Regions from separate parts of the Mus musculus genome. Here region 2 is linked to region 1. The links are chromatin contacts, called in public Hi-C maps. All regions are on one chromosome and are shown on one strand. Each heading gives the region's core, a stretch centred on a gene start, on an enhancer-like site or on the middle of the called end of the contact. The rest is flanking DNA. Distances are from core to core; before and after follow the strand shown.

Region 1 (6,737 bases), core at 2,142-4,641:
CATCCCCTTCAAAGGTGCTGTTCCACTCTCACTCCTCCCTAACTCACTGATAAATTTAGTTTATTACCAGCAGCTAGTAAATGCAGAGGTGACTTTATTTTCTGATGACAAGTCTCTCTCCTGCTCAGGATGCACCTACGTTGTGTTTGGAGATGGGCAAAACAAGCACCAGTCCAGGCTGTCAGAAAACTGTCTCTATCTGCAAGTTGCTCTATCTATGAGAGGGTTTGCCATTCCCGTGGCTATGCAGTATAAGGGATAGCTTTAAGTCCCCAGTATGTCACAACAGTTAAAGTGCTACTTTACTGAATGACCACATCTGCCATTACCTCTGTTTACTGCACTTAACTGTTGAAATCAATACACCAATGCTGTTGCAAACAGAATTAGGACTATCTCCATCACTCCCTCCTCCTTCTGCTATGCCACACTGTTGTTACAACCATCTCAAAAGCAAGTCTGACCTTTGTGTATGCTGTGGCTTAAACTGAGTCAGTAAGTACCCACTACCTTCAGTGTAGTTTTTTTAAAAAAGGATTTTCTAGATGCACTTCTCCTCCACTGTGACCTGGTCTCTGTTCACCACACCTGCTGTGATTTATGCTGAAGACCCTCACTGATTCCCTTCCACTGCTCTACCGCTGGCGTCCTCTCCATAAACTTTCCTGGACCCTCCTCTGAGATATATCATGCTCTATTGGTAATATACACGGGTCTGTCTTATGCATGCAACATGAGCTCCTTGACAGCAAAGATTAAGTCTTACATATATTTTAATTTGGTAAGATGTCCAACAAACATGCTGAAGCGAACCCCAACTGCATCCTGGGAATTTAATACACAATGCTGGCAGTTCCCCCATCAAATGGCACTGGGTATAAAGTTAAAGAAGCTGCCTGCACCTTCAAGACAGATCTGGTTCTTCTGGAAGACTCAGGGCTACATAGTTACATGCAACCCTTGGCATTTCAGAGAATAGTCAGATTCTTCAATTTGTTGTCAGTCTCTGATTATTGAGAGAACGACACTGTCTAATCTTAGTTCTTTACTCTGATGAGTTTCTGCCCAGGCTGATCTTTCTAGATCTATCATCAGTCCAAATTCTACACCAATGTCATAATGTAGCTCATTATTACATACACTCTTGACAGAAAACTTAAGGTGGAGATGATAACCAAAGAGGTGGGTCCTTTTTCTGTTTCATTGTCATCTTAGACACTTGCTGACATTTAATGAGGACAAAAAGACACTATGGCAGAGGATAGATAAGCAAGGGAAACTAGGTATTTTTTTCCAGATGCATATTTTCCTTAAAAGGGACAGAGTATCTCTGCACTACTAGGATCAAGTGACTGTGCCACCTTAGTCTCCCAAGTAGCTGAGATTACCTGGGTGCTCGATCAGGCCTGGCTTCCAGGTATTCTCAAACTGGGTTTCTCAAAAAAAAAAAAAAAAAAAAAAAGCTTCTTTCTTGCTCTGAACCAAGTACTGGCATATTGAAGATAAGCATAGACACTGATTATTCTAAAAGCTTACGTTATCTACAGCAGTATTTTTCTTCTAAGAGATGAATACCAGGAAAATGCCTTCAAATGACTATTTTTAAATGCTCAGAAGTAATCTAATCCTACCACCTGGTCATGCAGTGTTAGGGTGGTCAGCCACCAACCCCAGCAGTCCCCTCTACTCTCTTACGGAACAACCAGAGTAATCTTGGGACTTAGAATGAGATTCTGAAGACCTTAGACTCATCCATCCCCAGGTTTTGCCAAACTGAAATAGACTACAGTCAAGTATTTAACGAAACTCACACAATGTAATTACAGCTAAGTGTTTCCTAGAGAATATGGCAAGCTGAAAGGCATATATATTCAACAAATGACACTTACTTTTCTAGTATCACCTCTGATGTGACAGGGTTTTAATTTTCAAACTTAACTATTCAGTGTGATTCATTTTAATTCTCAGTTTAAAAATTCAAGCAGCACAGAAAAAAAGCCCTTGATCACTCAGTCTCTTCCCTCACGACCCTCCTTAGTTCTCCCTGCTGTCACCAGCATTTCTCTAGTATCATCTTGGAATGCAGACTGTTAAGGAATATACTATACTCCAACATTGTACAAGCAACAAACAAAAAACAGCCAAATAAAACCACCAAAACAACAGCAAAAGGCAACAGCACACATTTCTGTAACTACATATTTGCTTGGTTTATTTTCTGAGATAGGGTTTCGCATGACTCAGTCTGGCCTGCTCTCCATCAGGGACCTTCAGTTTCTGATCCTCTTGCTTCTAACCTCCCAGTTGCTGGGGACTGAACCCAGGACTTCATTTTTGTTTTTGTTTTCCGAAACAAGAGTTTTTCTGTGTAGCCCTGGCTGTCCTGGAAGTTTTTTTCTTTTAATTTGAGTGAGGGTGTCACTATATAATCTAGGCTGGCCTTGAATTTGTGGTCTTCCTGCCTCAACTTCCTAACGCAGCTTGCATTTGTAGTTCCAATGTCCCTATCTTTTGTTCACAAATGTAACTACCACCTCTGTGCTGACGATCCCCAAAGCCAGTGCTGAGCGTTCTTACCAGCCAGAATCAGATGCATTGCTGCCTACGCCAACAGCCTTTGCTACCTCCTGTGCCACCGGTGCCTAAGACTCAGTGCAACTACAACTCAAACATCCTGTCCCCAACAGGTGTTTCCCCTCTACCTCATCCGAAACAACATCACCCCCTCAGATCAGAAATCTGACATCATCAGCTCCTTCCTAGCACCAAAGCCTATCAATTCTAATCAGTGTGTTCTTCTTACATATGTCTGCTGCCACCGACTTTGACTTCATCCATTTTAACTAGTTTCACTAGTTTTTAGAATTTGGTTTTCTTAGCCTCAATACCCACTACCTTTAACATAAGAATGATATTTAGAAAGTACAAACTCTTGAGTAAGAAAATATAATCTCTACTCCATGCTATACCTGGCCTAGTACCTGCTGAGTTCTCCTGTTTTATCTTACAAAGCTACACTGTATTCAATTTCCCTAGAGCACCCACAGTGGTTTCATGTGCCTTTGTGCAAGCTATTTCCTCTTAGAAGTACCCACAGGCCAAACTTCTCAACTTGAAGACAGACGCAGGTTAGGCAATCTTTTCTGTGAAATCCCTGACACCATCTTACCTCACAGGCAATCTCAATGTGTCCTCCTTCTGAGCTAGTAAACTGTACATGCACTCCTCCCCAGGCTTCCTTCTGTGTGGACTACTGCTTATAAGCTCTCTGAGGTCTGGCATGTGTTACACTTTCAATAAGAATGTCCCCATAGGCTCATAGATCTGAATGCTTAGTCATCAGGGAGTGGCATTGCTTGAGAAAGATTAGAAGGTGTGGCCTTGTAGATGTGTCACCTGGAGACAGGCGGGCTTTGAAGTTTCAAAGGTCGCAGTCAGGTCCATGCCTCTAGATCAGGATGTAGGTAGACCTCTCAGTTACTTTTCCAGCACCACGTCTGCCTGTGTGCCACCATGCTCCTTGACATGATGACAATGGGACAAACTTCTGAATCTGTAAGCAAGCCCCACCTAAATGCTTTATTTTGTCAGCCTTGGTTGTGGTTGGTGTCTCTTCACAGCAATAGGACAGTAACTAAGAGAGTCTGCATCAGAGGGATCACTTAATACTTCATTAGTATTATTAAATACAGAGTCTGCCCAAGAGACATTCTCAATAAATCCTTATGTGATCGACACACATTTTTAAGGAAAAATAAACTCAACTCAATACAATATTCTGACTTAACTCATGTAAGGATTCTACTCACACATCTCTTTAAAAACAAACAAACAAAAAACAAAAAAAACAAAAAAAACCCCTATAGTATATCAGGGCAGCATGCTATCCCCATGGAACTTACAGTAGTAGAGGGCACCTTGGGACTGGTACAGAAGAAGCCTAGAACCTGCTATGTAAAACAAGCTGTTCTAGACCCACAAAGATCCACCTGCCTCTGCCTCCCACACCTGGCTATAAAACTCTGGCTTTAAAACCTCAGTTTTACTCTACTATCTGGGAAAATCCGGAAAGACTGCTTGGTGTAGGGGACAGTCTCAAGCAGGAATGATGAGAAAAACAGGTATCCCACCTTGGGCTACTAAGCCTGTTTGTTCAATTGTATGTGTTCTAGGCTACCTCCAGGACAGTTGGTCAATTCTTAAGCAAAGGGCTTGAGAAAACAGGACTGCCTTCTGACAACCTAAACACAAGCAACTGTGCTCACCCTCATCATTAATTCTGTTTATTTGAGTTCCTTGAGGCAAGGTTTGCTGCATGCACCAGGCTGACCTTCAAAGTCACATCATTCTCTTGTCATTTGCTTTCCAATGCTGAGATTACAGCAAGAGCCACATCATACAAGGCTCTGTGTGTGCACTTTGTTCAGGATATGTAAGCAATCTACCAGCTGGGCTACATCCTGTTCCCTTGGTTTTGTTTTTTGTTTTTTGAGAGGCAGGTCTCACATAGCCCATATTGGCCTCTAACTCATTGTGATCCTCCTGTCTCAGACTCTGGAGTACCTGGATTATGGGTATATGCCACCGTGCCCAATTGTTGGCAAGTTGTTAAATGTACACTGCCTCTGAGATAAACCAGTGAACTGGACATTGATATGGATGATAACGAGGCAAATAACCATGAAAAAAAATCTCACCAAATACACAGCCTGCCACTCACATCACACAGAAGTTCACAGAACGTACAGAAAGTGGAGGGGCAACCTATGACACCGTCAGAAAGAAAAACTGATTCCAACTGAAAATGATAGAATTTAAAACGTAGTTCTCAAACCTATTCATCGGAGGATCTCACTTCATTCCAAAAATTAGAGGACTCCAAAGTGATTTTATGTTATTAAAATTACCAAGACATATCATACCAAACATTTAAAAGTATGAATTATTATAAATTTATTAGTTTATTAAAAGATACCAACAACAAGGCCATGTGTGTGGTCTACACCTTTGATTCCAGCACTCACGAGTAAAGCAGGCAGATCTCTGAATTACAGGCCAGCCTGTTCTACACAGTGAGTTCTTGTCCAGCCAGGGCTACATAGTGAGATTCTTTTCTCAAAAAAGGAGGTAAGAGAAGAGAAGAGAGGGGAGGGGAGGGGAGGGAAGGGGAGAAGGGAGGAGGGGAGGGGAGAGACAGGGGAGAGGGGGAGAGGGGGGAGAGAGGTGAGGAGAGAGAGGAGAGGAGAGAGAAGGGAAAGAGGGGGAGGGGGAGAGGGGGAAGAGGGGGAGATGGGGAGAGGGGAGAGAGAGGGGAAAGGGGGGAGAGGAGAGAGAGGGGGGAGGGGAGAGGGGGGAGAGGAAAGGAGGAGAAGAGAAGAGAAGAGAAGAGAAGAGAAGAGAAGAGAAGAGAAGAGAAGAGAAGAGAGAAGGAAGGGTATCAACAATAAATCATTACATTTTCAAAATTGAAATTATCATCTTTCAAGGAATTACTAATATGAGAAAGGACCAGTGCCTTATATTTAAGCAAGGTTCTTTAAAGCTTGGCTTAAGATACAGCAGCTATCCTGGGCGTGGTGGCACATGCCTTTAATCCCAGCACTCGGGAGGCAGAGGCAGGAGGATTTCTGAGTTTGAGGCCAGCCTGGTCTACAAAGTGAGTTCTAGAACAGCCAGGGCTATACAGAGAAACCCTGTCTCAAAAAAAAAAAAAAAAAAAAAAAAAAAAAAAAAAAAACCAAAAAGATACAGCATACACACACACACACACACACACACACACACATACACACATACATACATATACTAACGTGTGCTTTTTTTTCTTGGTCTTGGGCAGCAGAGAATGTCCTGGATTCTCTAGAAAATTCTATTGTGCCCTAAGGAAAGAATGTCTTAAGGCATACTGCATCCCAGTAGAAAAATGATTTAGTTGTGCCTGGAGGACCCCTTGAAAGACTCTGATGTTCAGTGTACTGACTACTTTTATGCCAACTTAATACAGGTTAAAGATATTTGGGAAGAAGGAATGTCAAATGAGAAAATGCCCCTACTAGACTAGCCCATGGGCAAGTCAGTTATCCATTTATTGATTGATGAGGGAAGGCCCAGCCCTCTATAGGATGTGCCACCACTGAGCAGGATGAGACAGACATGAGAAGCAGACCGTAAGCTCCATTCCTCCATGGCCTCTGCTCCAGTTCTTGCCTCCAGGTTTCTACCATGAGCCCAGCACTCCCCTGGATGAGGGACAACAAGCTGGAAGATGAGATAAAGCCTTTCTTCTCACAGCTGCTTTTGGCCATGGTAGTCATCATAGTAACAGGAACCCTAACTGTAACAATGAGCAAGAGGATGTCCCTGGGCCACACTTTGAGAAGGTAATGAGTATAATCTAAGCAAGGGCTGAGCAAGAAGGAAGTGTGTGGTCAGTGGTACAGCCTAACATCTAAGGGCAGCTCAACATCAACAAAGCTAACTCAGTCCCTGGTAAATCTCACAGCATAAGAATGCCAGGGTCACACTGACAGCAAGATGGGCCAGAAAGGAAGTCTGTAAAATGGGAGCCTCTTTGCCGTCACTGCCTTGAACAACATTCCCTGAAGGCCGTGGCAGCTTTTCCTCTCCAGTCTCCCTGTTGGGCTGTTAGAAGCTGCAAATGGCTTACCAACAGCTGCCTTGCTACAGGTTCCTGCTATTGTTTACTAACTGCAAAATCCTCTCCCCACTGTAGCCTC
Region 2 (6,737 bases), core at 2,583-5,082, 350 kb before region 1:
GTGAGCTCTCAACATTGTGGGCTTGGAAACACCCTGATTTCTTCTAAAGGAACTGCAGAGCTTGAAGGAAACCCTGGGTATTTTCTTGTCCTCGTTTTCTTTTGAAAAGAGGAAATTGGCCTTTGGGGTTAGTTTATTTGGGGTTAGGTCATGTAATTTGTGACAGTGGTGGGAGGAGAATTTGTGTCCTCGCTGTCTTCCCAATGTTCTTTCTGCTTCAAGATATTTACAGAGACGCTGAGATCTCCAGTGTGTGAGGCTAGATATGAACCCCCAGAGACGGTGGGGTTAAGAGAGAAGGTAAAGGCAGGGCTTGGTGCCACCGCCCTTTAATACCAGCACTGGAGAGACAGAGGCAGGTGGATCTTTGGGAGTTTGAGGCTAGCCTGAGATAGTGAGTTCCAGTACAGCTAGGACTAGATAGAGGGTTACTAGTTCAAAAGAGGAAAGGAGGGAAGGAGGACCAGAGGAGATAAAACCCCTGATGTCTGGGTGCTTACTTCCCACCCCTAGGAAGTCAGGTCATAATGCCGCAGACCTACCACTGTCTACCCTCCACCTTGCCCTGTCTTCTTTGGCCTGGGTGATGGTCTCACAAGACAGGTAGCAGACAGACAGCTGTCCTAGGCGCTCTGCTTACATTCACTGCCCTCTCTCTGACTCACTGATTTATCTGGGCTCTCTCGAGTTAAGATCCAGATCAAAGGAATCTAAATTCCTCCTTCACCTCTCTTGTCTCCCGATCCTTTGTTTCTCTGGATGAAGCAGGCTGTCAAGACTCTGAACCACAATTTTAGCCTCATTAAAACAATGCCAAATTCAACAAAGATGAGCCGTATACAGTCTTACTTTTTTGGAGCCTCACTTTTATGAATACTACAGACATTATTTTAAAAGTTTTTCTTTTTAATAACAAGGGAAAATACCAAAGGCCTTGTGCTACCACTGACACTCATAACCCAACTTTCTTTGCCTTGTACTTCTTAAGGTGCAGGGCAGTGTTGGGCTGAGCTCACAGTGTCTGGGGCCTGCTTAATGTCATGCAGTCACTGAGTACATGGTAGCAGCAGAGTGAGCATAGAAGGGTTACACAAGAAGAAATTAAACTGATGAAGAGAGATGCAGTAGTGAAAAATATATACTACCATAATATATAGTGTGTAATATTTAATCACTATGATCTTGCTTCACATCTATAGAGGATACTTAAAACTTGAAAGCATGAAGATACATAGTAAGAGATGGAACACATCTCTGTGTTCTAGTGGTTTAAATTGCTATAATCCTACTATTTGGGAGGCCAAGGGAGGAGGCTTCCCAAGTTCAGATCTAGCCGAGGCTACATAGTTCCAGGCCAGCCTAAGCTACAGTGTTGAGACCTTCTCACAAAAAAGACTAAAACATTGTTGGTAAGATGGCTTAGTGGGTAAGGGAACCAGCCATTAAGCGTGATGACTTGACTTTGATCTTTGGGACCCACATGTTAGAAGGAGAGAACTGGCTCCCACAAGTTGTCCTTTGTCCTTAACATTCATGAAATGGGACTAAATAAATACAAATGTAATTTTAAAACTCCAACAAGGGTGCTGGAGAGATGGCTCATTGTTTAAGAGCACTGACTGTTTTTCCAGAGGTCCTGAGATCAATTCCCAGCAAACACATGGTGGCTCATAACCATCTGTAATGGGATCTGATGCCCTCTTCTGGTGTGTCTGAAGACAGCTACAGTTTACTAACAAAACAAACAAACAAACAAACAGTGTACTAACAAAATAAATAAATCAGAAGAAGAAGAGGAGGAGGAGGAGGAGGAGAAAGGAGAAGAAGAAAAGAAAGGAGAAGAAGAAAGAAGAAAAAGACAAAGACAAGGGCTCTAAAAAAAAAAACTCCCAACAAAACAGCCCTCTTCATATAAACCCAAATTGTTTAGATTTTTAGTTACTTTGATGATCCATTTTAAGTCAGATGATACCCTCTCAGAACCTGCTGGTGGCTCTCATCTGCAGGCTGTGCTGAAGAAAGAGATCCTCCCAGAGCAGTGCCATCCCCAGCACCCGGCTGTTCTCCCTCGCTCATTTTGCACAAGCGTGCTGGCTCATTCAGTGCTGCCGCCGCCGCAGCTCTGTGCTAATCTCTCATACTAGGTCCTCCTGCGTGGAACACTTCGCACTTGCTCGTGGTGTTCTCCCTGTCGAGCTTAAGCATAGTTTCTCAGTAAGCCCTTCTCTGGCCAAGAACTGTAAAACCTCGTATCATTTTCTTCACACCATTGATCATTTGACAGACTCACGACTTATCTATCAGTTTCTTGATGTGGCTGTCTTACAGAATGTGACACCGAATGGGGGTCTGGTCCTCAAACCCCTGCTTTCTGTATGTGACTGCTGGATATAGTTAGTGTATGATGATCTTTAATAAATGATAATAAAAATTGCAGTGTCTTTTAGACAAGTATGTTCCTCAGAATGTGGCTTTTTGTACAATGAGAGGTTCCTTTTTTATTAATGTTTTTAGTCGGTGTACAAAGTAATTGGTTTATTATCATATTTTTTATTCCATATCAAAATACTGACTTTACTCATATTTGCCCCTCCCTCCATGCCACTGGGTTCCTTCCTTCTTCCAAATGGCTTCGCTTCTGCTGTCTTGTCATATATGTGCACACGTGTTACATCTAGATTGTGTGAGGAGAGGAGATATGATTATCTCCCTAATGGCCTTGCTATCCCCTCTGCCTTTGCAATCCTTCATCTCCCCATAGTTGGTGTCCTCTTATTTCAAACACATACATATGTCTAGATTTTGTGTAGGAGAGAAATTATGGTGGTTTGTTTTGTTTTTAGAATCTGGGGCTATTTCACTTAGCATGGTGGTATTCTATTCCATCTGTTTACCTGGTAATGACATAATTCTGGTGTGTGTGTGTGTGTGTGTGTGTGCGCGCTTGAGAGAGAGACAGACAGACAGAGAGAGGTGGGGGAGAAAGAGCGATACATATTTGTTTATATGTATGGAGGCAAAGGTTGGCAGTGGGTGTCTTCCTTTCTTGCTTTCCACCTTGTTTGTGTGTGTGTTTGTGTGTTTGTTTTTTAATTTTGGGGATAAGATTTCTTACTGCCCCGGAGCTCACTCATACCTCTGGTCAGAGAGCTTATGGGGATTCTCCTGTCTCTGCCTCCCCATCACTTGGATTATAGTCACAGCTCTTACGGGGCTGGGTTCTAAAGGTGTTCATGCTTGCATGGCAAACATTTTATCTTCTCAGCCACCTCAGTCCAATTAGGTTGTCCTTTATAGCCGAATAAAATGCCTTCCTCGTGTATGTAAATGCAATCACGAGCTTCTTACCTGACCATCTGCTGGTGGAGACCTAGGCTGGTGTCTTACCTTGGTTTTTGTGAATGTCAGAGCATGCCTTTAAGTCATTGTGTGACAGGCCCCAGCTGAGACTGAAGTGCAGTGAGGTGCCTTTCAGGATGTGGTTGAAGATGCTTTAATGTCCTGAGCGCTTTCAAAGGGTGCAAGATCAGAATGTTTATATTAATTCTGAAACGTGGTTTACCTTTTTTTTTAGTGTTATGGTCTCATGCGTGTAAAATACATTTTCTAAAGCTACATGATGGAGTTTTTCAGCAGATGAATGCAGAATTACAAGAGAAAAGCTAATTAGATGTGAAAAGTTAGAGTGCTTTCTGTTTTACATTCTTGCAAGATGAAATACTGATAGATGTAACCTGCAAAACAAATGCTCTTTGAAGTCCCCAGTAACTAGAAAAGGGGAAAGAAGAACACCAGAAAGCTGTAAGAAGTGCAAGTGCAGAGCACAGGCTGGGGCTGCAGTGTGCCGTGCTTGCCTTCCCAGTGAGCAGCCCTCCTCCGTGTTCAGGCCCCAGCTCTTGAGGTGGGGGTGGGGTGGCAGGGGTGGCTGGGTTTCTGACTCAAAGCTAGCTGCAATGGGCATTTCTTGGCTTCTGTTCCTGTTACCTCATTCATAAACTAGTAACGCAACGTTGCCTGTCCCAGGGACTGTTTAGTATATGTAAAGTGCTGCTTCTCACAGTTCCTAACACACAGAAAATGCCATGTGTGGGGGATTTTAAATTTTATTTAATGCGTGTAAGATTTAATTCTTGGGCTGGAGAGATGACTCAGTGGTCAAAGGCACTGGCTGAGCAAGTTTGGAAACCTGAGGTGGATGCATAGCACCCACATGATGGTAGGAGGAGAGGGCTGACTCCACAAGCTCTCCCCTGACCTCTGCATGCATGCAGTGGTGTATATGTGTGTATATATGCCTGCACATATCGTGCATATATACATATACAACTATAATAATTTGAAAAGGTTTCTTCCTGGGTTTTCTGATAACTCACTACAGCTCCCTTGGTATTTGGCAACTCATACATTTTTTAAATGTTATTTTCTTTAGTCTTAAAATACTTTTAAGAAATTGTTTTAAGGAAACTAAAAGATAGGAAAATACTTGTTTTTTAACAAGTATATTCAAAGTATAGAAAAATGTTTTCCATGTTTTTGTCTAAAATAATAAGAGGCTGGAGATGTAGTTCAGAGTGCTTGCTTATCATGGAAGAAACCCGGCCTCAGTCCCCAGCATTGGGGGAGAGGGCTCTGTGCCTCTCATTCAGTCACTGGAAGAGGCAGCTGGAAGGGTTACAAGTTCAGGGTTATCTTCTGCAGCAGCATAGTGAGAGAGAGGTCAGCCTGAGCTATGTGAGACTGTGACTTGGAAGGAGGGAGGGAAGGAAGGAGTGGGCTGGTGGACTTGCTGGCTGGGAGGCTGTCCATCAAAAACTAGCAGATATTTCAGAAAGTTGGACTTGATTAGAGATTTTCTTTTTTGGGCCTTTGTGTTTTCCTATATCTTTCTGATTTTCTATGGTGAACATTTCTGTTCATATAAATCCCATATAAACTTTCACACCTATGTGCACGTGTAGTTGGCTAAACGAGGAGGAAGTGGCTAGAAAGCATGATGTCTCAGGGTAGCCTGAGCTGTGGGTTCAGTGAAGTCAAGCACTGCGCTGAGCAAACATTCCGTGGCACAGGGCATGCCATCTCATACACCGTGTTCCCACTGACTTGTTTGTAGAAATCCCTTTTACATTTTGCCTTTGTTTCTATTTTCTAAGATTTATGGAAATTTATCTCTGCAGTGTTTGTGTTAACCGTGTTCTTGGCAGAGTTGTGGATCTTTCCTCTGCACACTGACCTACACTCACTTGACTAAACCGTTGAGAAGGTTTTTTAAGCTGAACACACACCAAGTTAGATTTAAATGTTTTGATGGGTGATCATAATGCAGCTTCTTTTAAACATAAAATGATGACATTAGTATAACATGCTTTAATTATTAAAAGTTAATTTCCAAAATAAGTGTTGTTCTTTGAAAATCTTCTCCTCCCCTTACCCCCCACCCCATCGTGGGTGCACAGTGAGGCAAGGTCTCTCAGGTAGCCTCAGATGACCTTGAATTTTGATCCCCCTGCTGCTTCTACCCTCTGAGTGCTGGGATTGTAGATGTGTGCCACCAAGCCCAGGTATGCACTTCTGGGGATCAAACACTAACTGCATCCCCTACCGAGGAGTTTGAAAATCTTAATCCTGTGTTCTTTGCCAGAAAGCTGTTCTCAGATTGTTTGCCTGTGCTTTGTACAGAATAATGGAGACTAAAACAAAGAATTGAAATGTTAATGTTAAGTAAGTTAATTTACTTCCTTCTTTCTTTTTTTGGGGGGGGGGTAGGGGGTGAGACACGGGGAGTGGGTCGACACTCATGATCTCATGTAGCCCAGGCTGGCCTTGAACTCACTGTGATAGAGGTGGATGATCTTGGACTTCTGGTCTTCCTACTTCAGCCTTTTGAATGCTAGAATTACAGTCACTTGTCACACATTCAGTTATAAAGAATTCTCAAAACTCTGTAAAGAATGGATAGAACATCTGAATAGGACACTTTGTTATATGTGATGCTGGGCAGGGATGGGCAGAGGCAGCAGATCTCTGTGTCTCCATATTCGTGGTGAGACTGTCAAAAGAAAAAAAAAAAGATGCTAACAATCATTTCTGGAAAGACCCTAAGTGTTATTGGTCAACATAGAAATACAAATGAAAGCCACAAAAAGAAGCCAGTACACACGTACTAGAATAGTTCAAATGGGAAAGACTGTTAGTTACAAGTGTATGAGAATGTGAAGCAGTGGGGAGGCACACTATGGAATATAAAATGGCTCGTAATGGCCTAGGAAGGCAAGTCAGTACAATGTTGAAGATATTTAGTATCCAGCAATCCAACCTCTAGATCCTTACACAAGAGATATAAAAGCACACATTTGTGCTGAAGGCCCGTAACTATTTAGCTTCTAAGGACTCTACCTGGAAACCATCTGAATGGTTGCTGGCAGGTAGTAATCCAAACTAGAATACTAGCAATAACAGTGAACAAGTTACCAATTCACAAGTTACCAGCACAGGTTATAAACACTGTATAAAATGTAAGGAACCAGATTTAACTAAGTGTACATACCCAATTCATATGACATTCTTAAAAATGGAGGCTGTGGGACCTGGAAAGATGGGTCTTTCAGAGGATCATCTTTTGTTATAAAATTTTCCAGCTTATATAACAAAAACTCACACCTGCCCATAATTCCATTTCCTGGGAATCCAACGCCTCTGGCTTCTGTAGATACCTACATATATAAATAAATTTAAAATAA

What was found. Hi-C and Micro-C count contacts between places; a contact is called where the count stands out from the background.
Region 2: a contact with region 1 is called in a Hi-C map of CD8 T cells, with 2.8 times the contacts expected there. The contact joins two enhancer-like sites. A contact is called at or near these places in 1 of 484 Hi-C or Micro-C datasets (CD8 T cells) and 1 of 9 other capture datasets (embryonic stem cells).

What each region holds. Positions count from the first base shown.
Region 1 is chr15:80,739,720-80,746,456 of GRCm38.p6, reverse strand. All of the region lies in intron 1 of Tnrc6b (trinucleotide repeat containing 6b), which reads right to left. Among named protein-coding and RNA genes, the nearest start is that of Tnrc6b, 32 kb to the right of the region's middle. Within about 2 kb of position 3,391, at least 108 of the 459 cell types and tissues checked have an H3K27ac peak or open chromatin away from gene starts, as enhancers often do. A contact at or near this core is called in CD8 T cells, where this site is marked.
Region 2 is chr15:81,094,821-81,101,557 of GRCm38.p6, reverse strand. The region is part of intron 2 of Mrtfa (myocardin related transcription factor A); the gene reads left to right. Among named protein-coding and RNA genes, the nearest start is that of Mrtfa, 93 kb to the left of the region's middle. Within about 2 kb of position 3,832, at least 57 of the 459 cell types and tissues checked have an H3K27ac peak or open chromatin away from gene starts, as enhancers often do. A contact at or near this core is called in CD8 T cells, where this site is marked.